Regions from separate parts of the Pan troglodytes genome. Here region 1 is linked to region 2. The links are chromatin contacts, called in public Hi-C maps. All regions are on one chromosome and are shown on one strand. The core of a region is the stretch at or near the end of the contact, and the rest is flanking DNA. Distances in the headings are between cores, read along the strand shown. Region 1 holds the start of SPPL3 (signal peptide peptidase like 3). Region 2 has its middle 39 kb from the start of ACADS.

Region 1 (6,082 bases), core at 3,573-6,072, 140 kb before region 2:
TAGAGCCAGGTCAGACCTAAGCCTTGATGTTCTCAGAAACAATGCTTAAGCAGCCCAGACAGACCTTGTAATGCCAGCTCCCTGGAGTCTGTGCCTAAAGCAGAGGACCCATCCTGGGGGAGACTCCCCAAGTCTCTTTTGAACACACTTGGTGGAAGAAGCTATCCTATAATTACTGTGGTGATAATTAGAGGCACCTGCATGGCCTCTTTCTTTCTTTCTTTTTTTGAGACGGAGTTTCGGAGTTTCGCTCTTGTTGCTCAGGCTGGAGTGCAGTGGCACGATCTCGGCTCACCACAACCTCCGCCTCCCGGGTTCAAGCGATTCTCCTGCCTCAGCCTCCCGAGTAGCTGGGATTACAGGCATGTGCCACTACCACCCGGCTAATTTTTGTATTTTTAGTAGGGATGGGGTTTCTCCATGTTGGCCAGGCTGGTCTTGAACTCCCGACCTCAGGTGATCTGCCCGCCTAGGCCTCCCAGTGTGCTGGGATTACAGGCATGAGCCACCGCACCCAGCCTCCATGGCTTCTTTCAGCAAGTACTGCACAAGCTGTAGCGCTCTCACCTGCAGTGGGGTGCAGAGAGACAAAGGCCTGAGTCTCTTGCGAAGCACACCTGACTCCCTGGCTGAGGCCCAAAGGTGTCACAGATACACCTGGGGCTGCTATAGCTTGGAGCTGAGTGCTGCTGGCAGGGAGACTAAAAGTCACTCCCAGTCGGGCACGGTGGCTCACGCCTATAATCCTAGCACTTTGGGAGACCAAGGTGGGCAGATTGCCTGAGCTCAGGAGTTCGAGACCATCCTGGCCAACATGGTGAAACCCCGTCTCTACTAAAAATACAAAAAATAGCTGGGCATGGAGGTGGGTGCCTGTAATCCCAGCTGCTTGGGAGGCTGAGTCAGTAGAATGGCTTGAACCCAGGAGGCGGAGGTTTCAGTGAGCTGAGATTGCGCCACTACACTCCAGCCATGTGACAGAGCAAGACTCTGTCTCAAAATAAAATTAAAATTAAAAAGTCACTCCCCAGATGCCACAGTCTGGGCAGCTCCCAGCCAAGCCACAGGCTTCAGATTTATTCCAACCTTGCCCTCTGGGGAGACTTCAAGCCTGTAGAGATGTTGACTAGGATCTAGAGGTGCTGTCTACTTCTCGGCAACCTTAGCCTGAGATGCTCAAGCCATTAGTCTCTGGGCCCACACTTCATCTTCCTGGGACCAGGTACATGGTGTTTCCATGGCCTGGACATCGTCCCGGCCCTGGCAAGTGCTGTGTAGCTTCTTATAGGGTCTGCAGCCACATTTCCTCAAGAAACACTTCGGAGGTCTCTGGTTCAGACAGAGAGAAGAAAACCTCTCCTCATTCACCACACCTTCACCAAACCCCTTCTCCCTCCTTTCTTCCACCAGATTTTTCCCACTGAAAAGAATGGTCCCTTTGCTTCTGGGAAGGCCTTGACTTTCCTACTCTAGCAGCTCCCGTTTCATTCATCCAACACCAACTTTCCACTTGGCTTTGACTTCTATGACTCACTGGGAACCAAAGCCCAAGTGAATCGCCCAGAGGCTCAGCGTGGCATTTTTGTTTCAAAAGTGACATGTCTGGTCTGTTTTGTTCTTAGCTCTCCAAAGAAAAAGCTTCTGCATCACCCAAAGCCACTTCCAACGGCTTCTGGCCTTTCCCATGGGACCTAAGCCTCACTCTGTGCCCCTTTGAAACTCAGAATGACTGCGTCACGTTCAAGGACACAGTTGGCTTTATGTAAAAGCACTTGGCAACGTTGTGAGAGCTAAATGAATGTCAAGAATTTAGCCCCTGGCCGGACGCGGTGGCTCATGCCTGTAATCCCAGCACTTTGGGAGGCCGAGGTGGGCAGATCATTTGAAGCCAGGGGTTTGAGGCGTTTAGCCAACATGGTGAAACCCCATCTCTACTAAAAATAAAAAATTAGCTGGATGTGGTAGCGCACGCCTGTAATCCCCGCTACTTGGGAGGCTGAGGCAGAATTGCTTGAACCTGGGAGGCAGAGGTTGCAGTGAGCTGAGATCACGCCACTGCACTCCAGCCTGAGTGACAGAGCAAGACTCTGTCTCAAAAACAAACAAAAAAAGTAATTAAATTTAAAAAATTTTTAAAAAAAGAATTTAGCCCCTTTGCCTTCTCATCTCCCCTTAATATCCCTGCATCTGGTGGGTTTATGGCTGGACAGATCTTTGCAGGCCGGTGTCTTCTTGTGAATAGTGAGACTAAGGGTCCCTGGTGATTTGATATTTTCTTGTTGCCCTGCCTCAAACCCTCCCCTGGACCTCGATCTTTTTTTTTTTTTTTTTTTTTTTGAGACGGAGTCTCACTCTGTCGCCAGGCTGGAGTGCAGTGGCGTGATCTAGGCCCACTGCAACCTCCACTCCCCGGTTCAAGCAATTCTACTGCCTCAGGCCTCCCAAGTAGCTGGGACTATAGGCATAGGTCACCACGTCCAGCGAATGTTTGTATTTTTAGTAGAGATGGGGTTTCACCACGTTGGCCAGGATAGTCACGACCTCTTGATCTCATGATCCACCCGCCTTGGCCTCCCAAAGTGCTGGGATTACAGGCGTGAGCCATCGCGCCTGGCCTGGACCTCAATCTCATCAGTGAGCCTTTTCCCAGGGCTCTCTGATAGAGCTTTGGAGGAAACACTTGGAACCTAACTGGTCCTGGCACCTGGCAGTGGGGGAATAAGGAAGGAGAGCTTTGCTTCTGAAGGGAAAGTGTACTTGGCTTTCTCTTTAAAGGGTTTCCCTTGGGGAACAGGCAAGCGGCAGATGTATGGGCAATGGCCAACTGATCCATTTGGAGATAGATTCAGGGTGTGGTGTTCCCTGTAAGCCTGGGCAGGCCCTGGGAAACTGGAGCAGAGCTAAATTCTGGCCTAAAGTTGGGCAAGCTGCAGAGAAGCTTGAGTACGTTGGTTTCAGGTGTGTGAGTTTCGCCTTCTGCAGAGAAACAGGGGGGTGAAGGGTGGGGGTGGAGGGGTGTCCAGGAGGGTTAGTGTATCTGTTGCCCAGGCATGTTTCTAAATTCTGAAGCTGCACTGGTTAATCATTTTTATTCATGAACACAGTAACTGGCAGGGAGGCTTAGCTGGGCCCTCAAAGTCTGGCCTCAGTGCACCTTCTCGGTACATTTTCTCAACACTCCAGCACAAATCACCCATCCCACTCTCGGATTCAAGCTCACCAGGAATTGGGCCTTACTTCATGCCATTCTTTCTTTCTAGAATGCCTTTTCTTTTTTTTTTTCTTTTTCTTTTTTTTTTTTTTTTTTGAGACAGAGTCTCGCTGTTGCCCAGGCTGGAGTGCAGTGGCGCAATCTCGGCTCACTGCAAGCTCTGCCTCCGGGGTTCACGCCATTCTCCTGCCTCAACCTCCTGAGTAGCTGGGATTACAGGCGTCCACCACCACGCCCGGCTAATTTTTTGTATTTTTAGTAGAGACAGGGTTTCACCGTGTTAACCAGGATGGTCTCGATCTCCTGACCTCATGATCGTCTCGATCTCCTGACCTCATGATCCACCCACCTCGGCCTCCCAAAGTGCTGGGATTACAGGCGTGAGCCACCGCGCCCGGCCAAAAGAATGGCTTTTCTTTGATAAGCCTCTCACCCTTTCAGACGGCCTCATCCACTCCTGGGGAAGCATTCCGCAGTACCTGGTGCCTCAATTAATCTCTCTCTTCTCTCTCCCTCTAAGCTCCAGATTCACTCTGTTGGTCTCTGGTCTAGCTCTACCGTGTTTATTTCTGTGCCGGTTTTCAGACCTCCAAATGGACGGTTTCCTGAGCCTTCTGCCCTTGCTGTTCCCTCGGCCAGGAACTCTTTTCCTGTGGATCTTTGCAAGGCCAGCTCTCTGTCATCATTCAATATCAGCTCAAATGTCACCTCCTAAGCGAGGCCTTCCTTGACCACCCTATCTAAAGTAACCCACACCTCTGCTCACTCTCTGTCCCCTCACCTTGTGTTACAAAATGTGTTTTTGTAAAACTTAGCATCTGTAATTATCTTATTTGTGGGCTTGGACTATGTCTCTTCCTTTAGAATGTAAGCTCTAGGAAGGCAGAGTGAGTTGACACATGGTTGGCACCCAACAAATATCTGTTGATTGATTCTGTGAAGGCAAGCGTGGGGTATTCGACTTGGTGCCGGGCCTGGGCGCAGTAAAGGTTGGCTGCCTGGAATATTTGCTACCTGAATGAATGAACCAAGGAACATACGAACGAAGGAATGCAGCCCTCTGCCTGTTGACTGACAGGTTGACTGACAGTTGGGGGGCCCGTGGCCAGCAGACTGTTGACTGACGGTTGACAGCTGAGTGGCAGCCAACAGACGCGCATCGGGGTTCCCGATTGGCTGGTGCAGCAGCCCCTCGGAGAGGGGCGGAAGAGGGTACCCGAGGCGACATCTCCGCGTGGGGAGGGGGGCGGCACCAGGCAGCGGAGGCGGCCCAACAGCTCCGGCTGTGCGAGCAGCAGCCGCCTAGAACCCAGGAGCCGACGTCTCCGCGCATGGGCCCGGCTCGAGGGGCGGGGCGCGCATCACGTGAGCGTGTTTTGGGCACGTGACCCGCGCGGGGCCAAGGCTCGCCCCCGCCCCCGCCCCTCCTCCCCTCGGCGGGTGTGATCGAGTGGCCTCGCCTCATCGCCTAGCGCCCCCCTCAGTCGCCGCCGCCTCCGCCCGCCGGCCATGTCCCCCGGCCGCCGCCGCCGCCGCCCGAGCGCGGCGCTCCCGCGGCCCCGCGCGCAGTGAGCGCGGGCCCGTCTTGCCGTTCGCCCGCCCCAGGGCCCCCTTGTTCTCCGCGCCGCCGCCGCCGCCATGTTGGGTTTGGAGCTGCAGCGGAGCCGCCGCCGCCGCCGCGGGTGAGGGAGGCCGAGAGCGGAGCCCGCCCCGCCCCGGGGCCCAGGGAGCGGGGCCGCCTCGGAGCCCGGCCTCTCCCCGCCAGCCGCCTTCCCGGCCCGCCGTGCAGCCAGCGAGCCAGCGAGCGAGCAAGCAAGCACCGGACCCCGGCCGCGCCTTCAGCTACGGCCCGAGCGAGCCCGCCGCCGCCGGGCCCGGCCACAGCCTGCAGCGGAGCCCACGAGAGGCAGCGCCATGGCGGAGCAGACCTACTCGTGGTGAGTGCGGGGCTCCGGGAGGCCGGGAGGCGGCAAGGGTGGGGGTCGGGGCGCCGGCGCGGCCCGCCGAGGGGAAGAGGAGGAAGAACAGGTGCGTGTCGTGGGGGGGGGGCGCGGGTTGGGGTGCACGCCCCCCTCTTCCCCACCGGAGGGGGCGGCTGGCGCGCACGGAGGGCGGTGAGTGGCCGGGGACCTGGCGTCCGAGAAGGGGAATGGAGGAGGAGGCAGCGGCGGATGTCATCTGGCTATGGGCGGAGCAGGTGATGGAGAAGGGGAGCATGACCCCGGGGGTGGGAATCCCACGGATGGGAAGTTGAATCCGACAGGCACCCCGGAACTGACTCGTGGGGGTGTTTCCTGGCCAGGAGGACTCGAAGGGGTGGAGAGAGGCAGGCCAGGGCAAAGGTGGGCCGCTGGGCTGAGAGGAAGCTCTAGTGAGAACAGGTGATAGAGGCAGAACTTCTAAGTTGGGAGAGTGGAGCAGCCGCCGCAGCTGCGGGGCCGCCGCTTGGCTCTGGGACAGGGAGCGCAGGGAGAGTTGGTGAGGTGGGCAGAGGCCCGGGAGTGAGGGGAGGAAAACTGCGGGGGGAGAGTCCACGAACCTTGGAGGGGAGTCACTGGTGAAGAGGTTGGAAGAGGAGCCTGAAGAACCTGTTTCCTTTTCCTTCTGGAAAAGGAATTCGTTGGTGACAGTGGGGCATGGGCAGAGTCTTTGTAAGGGTTGGTACTATTATTTTCAGAGGAATGGCGCCCAGGGCCAAGTGTGGAGGTGGAGGACCTGCAAGTTAAGTTCATTTCTGTGGGGCTTTTAAAGTTAGTAAGTAGCTCGTTAAGGGCCGAGAAGCGAGAAGCTACTGTGTAGTTTATGGGGTGACAACCTACATATCCGGAGAAGGGAGTGCCAGGGTTTGGGGGAAGGAACATGAGGGGTCTC
Region 2 (5,962 bases), core at 241-2,740:
TTCTGGAAGACTGATGGGAAGACTCTGTCTGTCCCCAGACCTGGTCACCTGCAGCTCTGGCCCAGTCATAGATACATCAAAGAACTGAAGCTTCTGCTGTCCACAGAACTCAAAACTGCCTCTGCATTGGGTGAAGACTAAAAATCCACTTGCGGACTCTCCCTTCCTTCCTTCTCAGCCCTCGAGGATGCATATAGCTAATTAAGCAGGCCCAGAGACAGGGAGGGGGGCTCCAAAATGACTCGGATTAAGGGCAAGTGCCAGTGATGGGTAGAAATAGGATTAAGGGCAAGTGCCAGTGATGGGTAGAAATAACGTTATCCTTCATGCCTGTAATCCCAGCACTTTGGGAGGCCGAGGCAGGTGGATCACAAGGTTGGGAGCTCGAGACCAGCCTGGCCAACATGGTGAAACCCCGTCTGTACTAAAAAGACAAAAATTAGCTGGGCATGGTGGCAGGTGCCTGTAATCCCAGCTATTTGGGAGGCTGAGGCAGAAGAATCGCTTGAACCTGGAAGGCGGAGGTTGCAGTGAGCAGACATTGCGCCACTGCACTCAAGTCTGGGCGACAGGGTGAGACTCCATCTCAAAAAAAAAAAAAAAAAAATGTTATCCTGGCAGTGGGTCATTTTAATTTTTCTGTCTTTGTTTTCATAAGAAAATTAAATTCCAGACAGAAGGAACGTCGTTATTTTGTCATTCTCACTTCTGTGCAGGTTTTGGGGGGAAATACCCACACAGGGTTGTGAATGCACCCTGGATTCCAGTTGCTAATCTTCAAAGCCCTTAAAACACTCCCTTAAAACTTTGGCAGAGAAACAGCAAATACTCTACTCGTCTCGGAGGGTTGAGTGGGTGGGCTGCAGTTAAAGCACACATTAGACTTCCCTTCCAGTGCTCGTTTGCTCCCCGCTGCCTGATACACTTAGGTCTGCCTCTTATTCTGTTTTCTCAAATACCATGGTTTAGGGGTTTTCTAGGAAGTCTGCTGCATTAGGCATGGCATGTTCATGAAATTTCAGCAGATTCCTTCCTCACTGATCTGAAGTCCTTTTTCCTCACAAAGAGACAGACTGTGTGTTACTAGAACTCCCGCTTTTTAATAACTCTTTTTTCTAGTTTGAGCTAATGAAGATATGACAGTAAAGTCTGTCCAAAGCCTAGTGTGTTCCATTGCTGTTATTACAGTGCATACGCTTTCTGAATGTGACAGTGACAGCTCCCCGCATAGGAACGGTTCGGTGGCTTGGGACTAAGCTACTGTCTGAATTACTTTTGTAGCAGGCTCACAGGCCTTGGGTAAACAGGTAAGTTAGGTCACCCACAAGAAAAACAAAAGTACTCGTTCTCTGTGAGGGTGGAGGGGAAGGGAGTTCCATTTTGCCAATCAAGTGTTAAAAATAGAACCTGCTGTGTCTGCTTAGCAGCTCTCACGTTACTGCTCACCAGATCCCATGTTGTGTGTACGTTTCTGTTTTGTAAAGCCTAGCGTTTACGTCAGAGCCTGGGAATGCAGCACTCGTGTCTATACATGGGAGTACATGCCTTAGGGACATCATTTATACAACCCCCTTCTCTACAGAGCTGTGTCAGCGGTACAGGCTCAGAAGGAAGCCATCTCGGTCTCTTTCTGGTCTTCAGTGCACAGTGGCCAGGACAGCCTCCCCCACTTCACCGAATCACATTTCTTCAGCAGTTTCCAACAGTGAAATCATTTCTAGAACAATGGCTGCTAACACGTGTCAGCTGAAGCACTGCAGATCGAGTCATCCAACTCAAGCATCTTCCTCTTTCTGGAAGGGATAAACCAGGTAAGACTTTTTAATCCAGAAATTATTCCTATTCCCTGCAATGTATAGGTTGCTTTCTATCTGCAAAACTCTAAACTCAAATTTCTGCAGGTTCAGATTCCAACTGTCTCATGTGCGGAGCCTCTCCCATCACAAAATTCTTCCCGCTCCAGCCATCATCTGTTTCCTCCTCAGCCTTTCCCTTGAAATCCAGAGCCCTTTCCTGTCCGTTAGAGGCAATCAGTCATGTTTCAGTGAAGCTTGAGGCACTGGGCCCCCCAGTGAACAAAACCAGACATCCTGAACCCCCACTCCTGCGGTCTGTGCAGGGCTCGCTTTAGCATGCTTGGCTTGTGGGGAGGGGGTGTGGCAGCCATTCCCACACAAGGTCACGCAGGGATGCCACAGTGCGTTCAAGAGTAGAATCCACAGCCTTCTCTCCGTAACTCTGGGCCTTGCTGTAAATAGCAGAGGCTTGGGCTGGGGATCCTGTATCACTGGACGGGATGTGCCAACGAAGAGAAGGCTGAGAAGCAAGTTGGCGTAGGAGAAGCCCAGTGCTCCTGGTGGGCACAGGCCTGCATTCAACCAAATGTCTGAAGACAAGCGAAAGCCTACAGCCCCAAGCGCAATGATCTTTCGTCACTACAGGTTTCGGAAGTCTTACCGCACGGGGCCAGTGGTTAGCAGGTGCTTGATACAAACATCCTGCAGGGAGGCTGTGAAGATTCTAACTCTGCAGCACTTACGGAGGAGCACTTTAGCGTGCGGTAGATTTCCTAGATAACCTGAGTTCTTAAGAATTCATGCGGCAGACTCCGCTTCGCTTCTGGTTCCTTTCATTTGGAGTCTGCCTAACCAGTTTTTCTCTTAAGTTCCAAGACATCTTCTTCCTGTTGAGTAGAACCTGTAAAACATGCCACCTGTCTGCAGGCGAACAGAGGCTCTGAAGGTTTGAAAATAGCTAAGCCCACGAGCTGTCTCCAGCCCCCGTGGAGTCCTGGGATTCTCACCAGATCCAAAGATGACAGGAATGGGAACCAGTTAGGCAGAGGAAGCAAGACTTGAGAGACTGGGAGTGGGGAAGCCGCCAGGCAGTGGGCAGCAGGCCTGCGCTTGTGAGGAATGGGAGACAGGAAGTGGGTGTCCACAGGACAGAGACAGAGAGGGACAGCACGATGGTCACTGCATTCAACCAAATGTCTGAAGACAAGCGATCCAGCCCCGGGATCCCGACACCAGTTGCTCTGTCTCACCAGAGAGCCTCTCTCCAGGCGGACCACCTGTCAGCCTGCTACTGCCACCTTTCACTCTGCCCACCTGGAGCTGCTGGAGTGTAGCCACCACGTGAGCTTCTAGCTTTTGTGTTTGAGCCTTTGCCATTGGAGATTGAATTTCCTCACACCTGCGGTTGCTGTCGTGCCTTGATGGGGCTTTTATCCCCAGGCAGACAGTAACACATCCTGTGACAGCTCCCCGGGGAAGGCGGAAACCAATTTCAGAGAAAGAGGCTGAGCGCTTGCTAGTGCAGGGAGGAACTAAGATGACGAAGCATGGCACGGATGAGTCGTGGCCTTGCCGGCGGATAGAATGCAGTGCCACCCTCCCCAAGACCACCATCCGGCCAGGAGCCCCGGCCCCACCTTTCCTCCTTCCCTTGTGCCTCCTGGCACTTCCCGCAGCCCTCCCCTGTTGAGTGTAGGCGTTCTGCCCGGGGCAGTCGCTGTGAGAGAGACCATGGCCTGGACTAGGGTGATGCGAAGAACAGAACTTGCTACCAGATTCGATGCAGGGGTTGGGGACTCCACAGTGACTCCACACTTCTTAACCTGAACAATGAATTGCCAAAATAGATAACAGAAGAAATTGGGGAAGAAGAGTTGTTCTAGCCAATAGAGCAGCTAAAGCCAAAAAAAAAAAAAAAGCCTTCAGTGATGTAAAGCCTTGCAGAGTGTGCGAGATGACCTGGCCAGTGAGAGGCAGGAGGAAGACTGCTCCGTGGTGCTCTGAGTGTGAAGGCGTTTGTCATGCGCATCCCCCACACAGCCACCATGGGGCTCTGGTTAGGGACGGAGCCCCCTGAGTCTGAGCTGCTTCATCTGAAATGGGGATGAAGGTGCCTCATAGAAAGTATTGAGTAAATATGAGGCGCTCTTCTGGTTTACTGTGTTCTCATATATTTCACACACAATGCTCAGAGAGTTGGAATACAGTTAAAATCATTAGATCTGTACAATGTCATTATTCAAACCACCACAGCTCCCGGTTCATCATTAGGAATACTGGTTCTCTCCCCTCTGCTGAGGGGTGATTTCCCCCACCCAGGGTCTTGAAATTTTCTTCTACACACTGAAAGCCTTAGCACAAAGCTCCATATGCAGAGGGGGATGGTGGGTGACCCTGCCCATGCAGTTCCTCATTTTGGCTTCTTAAGGCCAAGAAGATCAACCTCTACCCAGATTCTGCACACAAACTAGTGTTGATGTTTTTATTTTTCTGTACTTTTTTTTTTTCCATAATAAACACTACATGTGCCCTCTTTAACTTCAGTGTACTTTAAAGTCTTACTGCTTGTTTTGAGGGAAAAGTTTACTACACTGTGAAGCTCCCATTCTGTCAGTCTTTTGTGGGCCTGTATTAGTTGATACATCTTTAGGTTTTTCTTGAACACCCTTGGAACAAAAGACTCATGGGCCAGGGCCGGGCTCGGTGGCTCACGCCTGTAATCCCAACACTTTGGGAGGCCGAGGTGGGTGGATCACCTGAGGTCGGGAGTTCGAGACCAGCCTGACCAACATGGAGAAACCCCGTCTCTACTAAAAATACAAAATTAGCCAGGTGTGCTGGCATATGGCTGTAGTCCCAGCTACTCGGGAGGCTGAGGCAGGAGAATCGCTTGAACCTGGGAGGTGAAGGTTGCAGTGAGCCGAGATCGCACCACTGCACTCCAGCCTGGGTGACAGAGCGAGACTCCTTCTCAAAAAAAAAGACTCATGGGCCAAACTCCTATCCTGTGTTAAAACAGTGTCATTCTAAGCCACTTGGCTCAGGTCAGTCCACTGAATAGGAGAGGGACAGTAGCCAGACTAGAGAGAGTGTAAGAGGAGATTCCAGCCACGCATTTGGAAAATTCTCAGTCCTCCAGGACACAGTGAAGCAATCACGGCTGAGGCACCGTCTGATGAAGCAGATCAATAACTGGTGGGATGACCCATGACCCTCCCCAAAAGTCGCTGATGAAGGAGCTGATGCTACCTTGAAGGGATGGGCCCGGGCTTCGTCCTCAGCCCTGTCCTGTCCCACATCCCTCTTGATCATTTGGCCAGGGACACAGTTGCCAGGCTTCATTTGAGGAGAACGTGAAGCAAGGAGAAGGGACATACTCAGGACCTAAAGAAAGCTCAGAGGCCTGGGGTGTCAAAGCAGATCTGGGGAGATCTGCTGGAGAGAGCCTCAGCCAATGATGGCCACACACCGGGTGTCAGTCATGCCTCCCAAGAGCCCTTTAATAAAGGCAGGTGCCATTACTGTCACCATTGTCACAAAGGAACTCGCCAAGACCCCAAGATCACAAATTGCTAAGTGGCAGAATAAGCTCTAAACACTGTCCGTAATCATTATATTCCATCCTCATCCCAGGATTAGAAATGATCTCCACCCCAGAAAATACAGGTAAGGCATAAACACTGATGGCTCGAGGGCCTACTCTTAGTTCCAAATACATTTAAATCCATCCACTGCCTGTAGCAAATAAAGATTCTTGCAACAGCGTCTGCCTGGGTCTCCCTAACTGCAGAGTGTGTTCCATGCTGTGGGCCAGAATGGTGGCCTGTCATCTCAGATCTTCAGTCTCATTATGTAACGGCAGATTTTATCATCCATTTTATGTACCCAAAGTTTCAAGGGCAGCTAATTTGCCCCAGATCTTCCTGCTTCCAGAGACTGAGCTCATTGCCCAGATTATGAGAAAATAATCACAGCCAGGTTTTGTAGACACGACTTGTTTAGCATACATACAGAACTGTGGGGAGTTTCTGTAAACAGGGAAGGACCGTGCAAACAGCATCGTATTGGAGATGGAGATCCACCAACCCTAGTAGGTGGCAGGAAAGAACTGGGGTTTTGGCTGCCTAGCCCTGGGCTGACCCAGCTGCTGTCCAGAAGGGGCATGC

The links. Hi-C and Micro-C count contacts between places; a contact is called where the count stands out from the background.
Region 1: a contact with region 2 is called in a Hi-C map of stem cell-derived neural progenitor cells, with 1.9 times the contacts expected there. The contact joins the promoter of SPPL3 here to the enhancer-like site in region 2. A contact is called at or near these places in 1 of 7 Hi-C or Micro-C datasets (stem cell-derived neural progenitor cells) and 1 of 1 datasets of contacts at active chromatin or transcription factors (stem cell-derived excitatory neurons).

The regions. Positions count from the first base shown.
Region 1 is chr10:127,719,422-127,725,503 of NHGRI_mPanTro3-v2.0_pri, reverse strand. SPPL3 (signal peptide peptidase like 3) reads left to right here and starts at 4,822. Exons shown (of 11, transcript NM_001246615.1): 1 at 4,822-5,148. The coding sequence starts at 5,126.
Region 2 is chr10:127,576,614-127,582,575 of NHGRI_mPanTro3-v2.0_pri, reverse strand. No RefSeq gene overlaps it. Among named protein-coding and RNA genes, the nearest start is that of ACADS, 39 kb to the right of the region's middle. Within about 2 kb of position 1,490, at least 9 of the 24 cell types and tissues checked have an H3K27ac peak or open chromatin away from gene starts, as enhancers often do. A contact at or near this core is called in stem cell-derived neural progenitor cells, where this site is marked.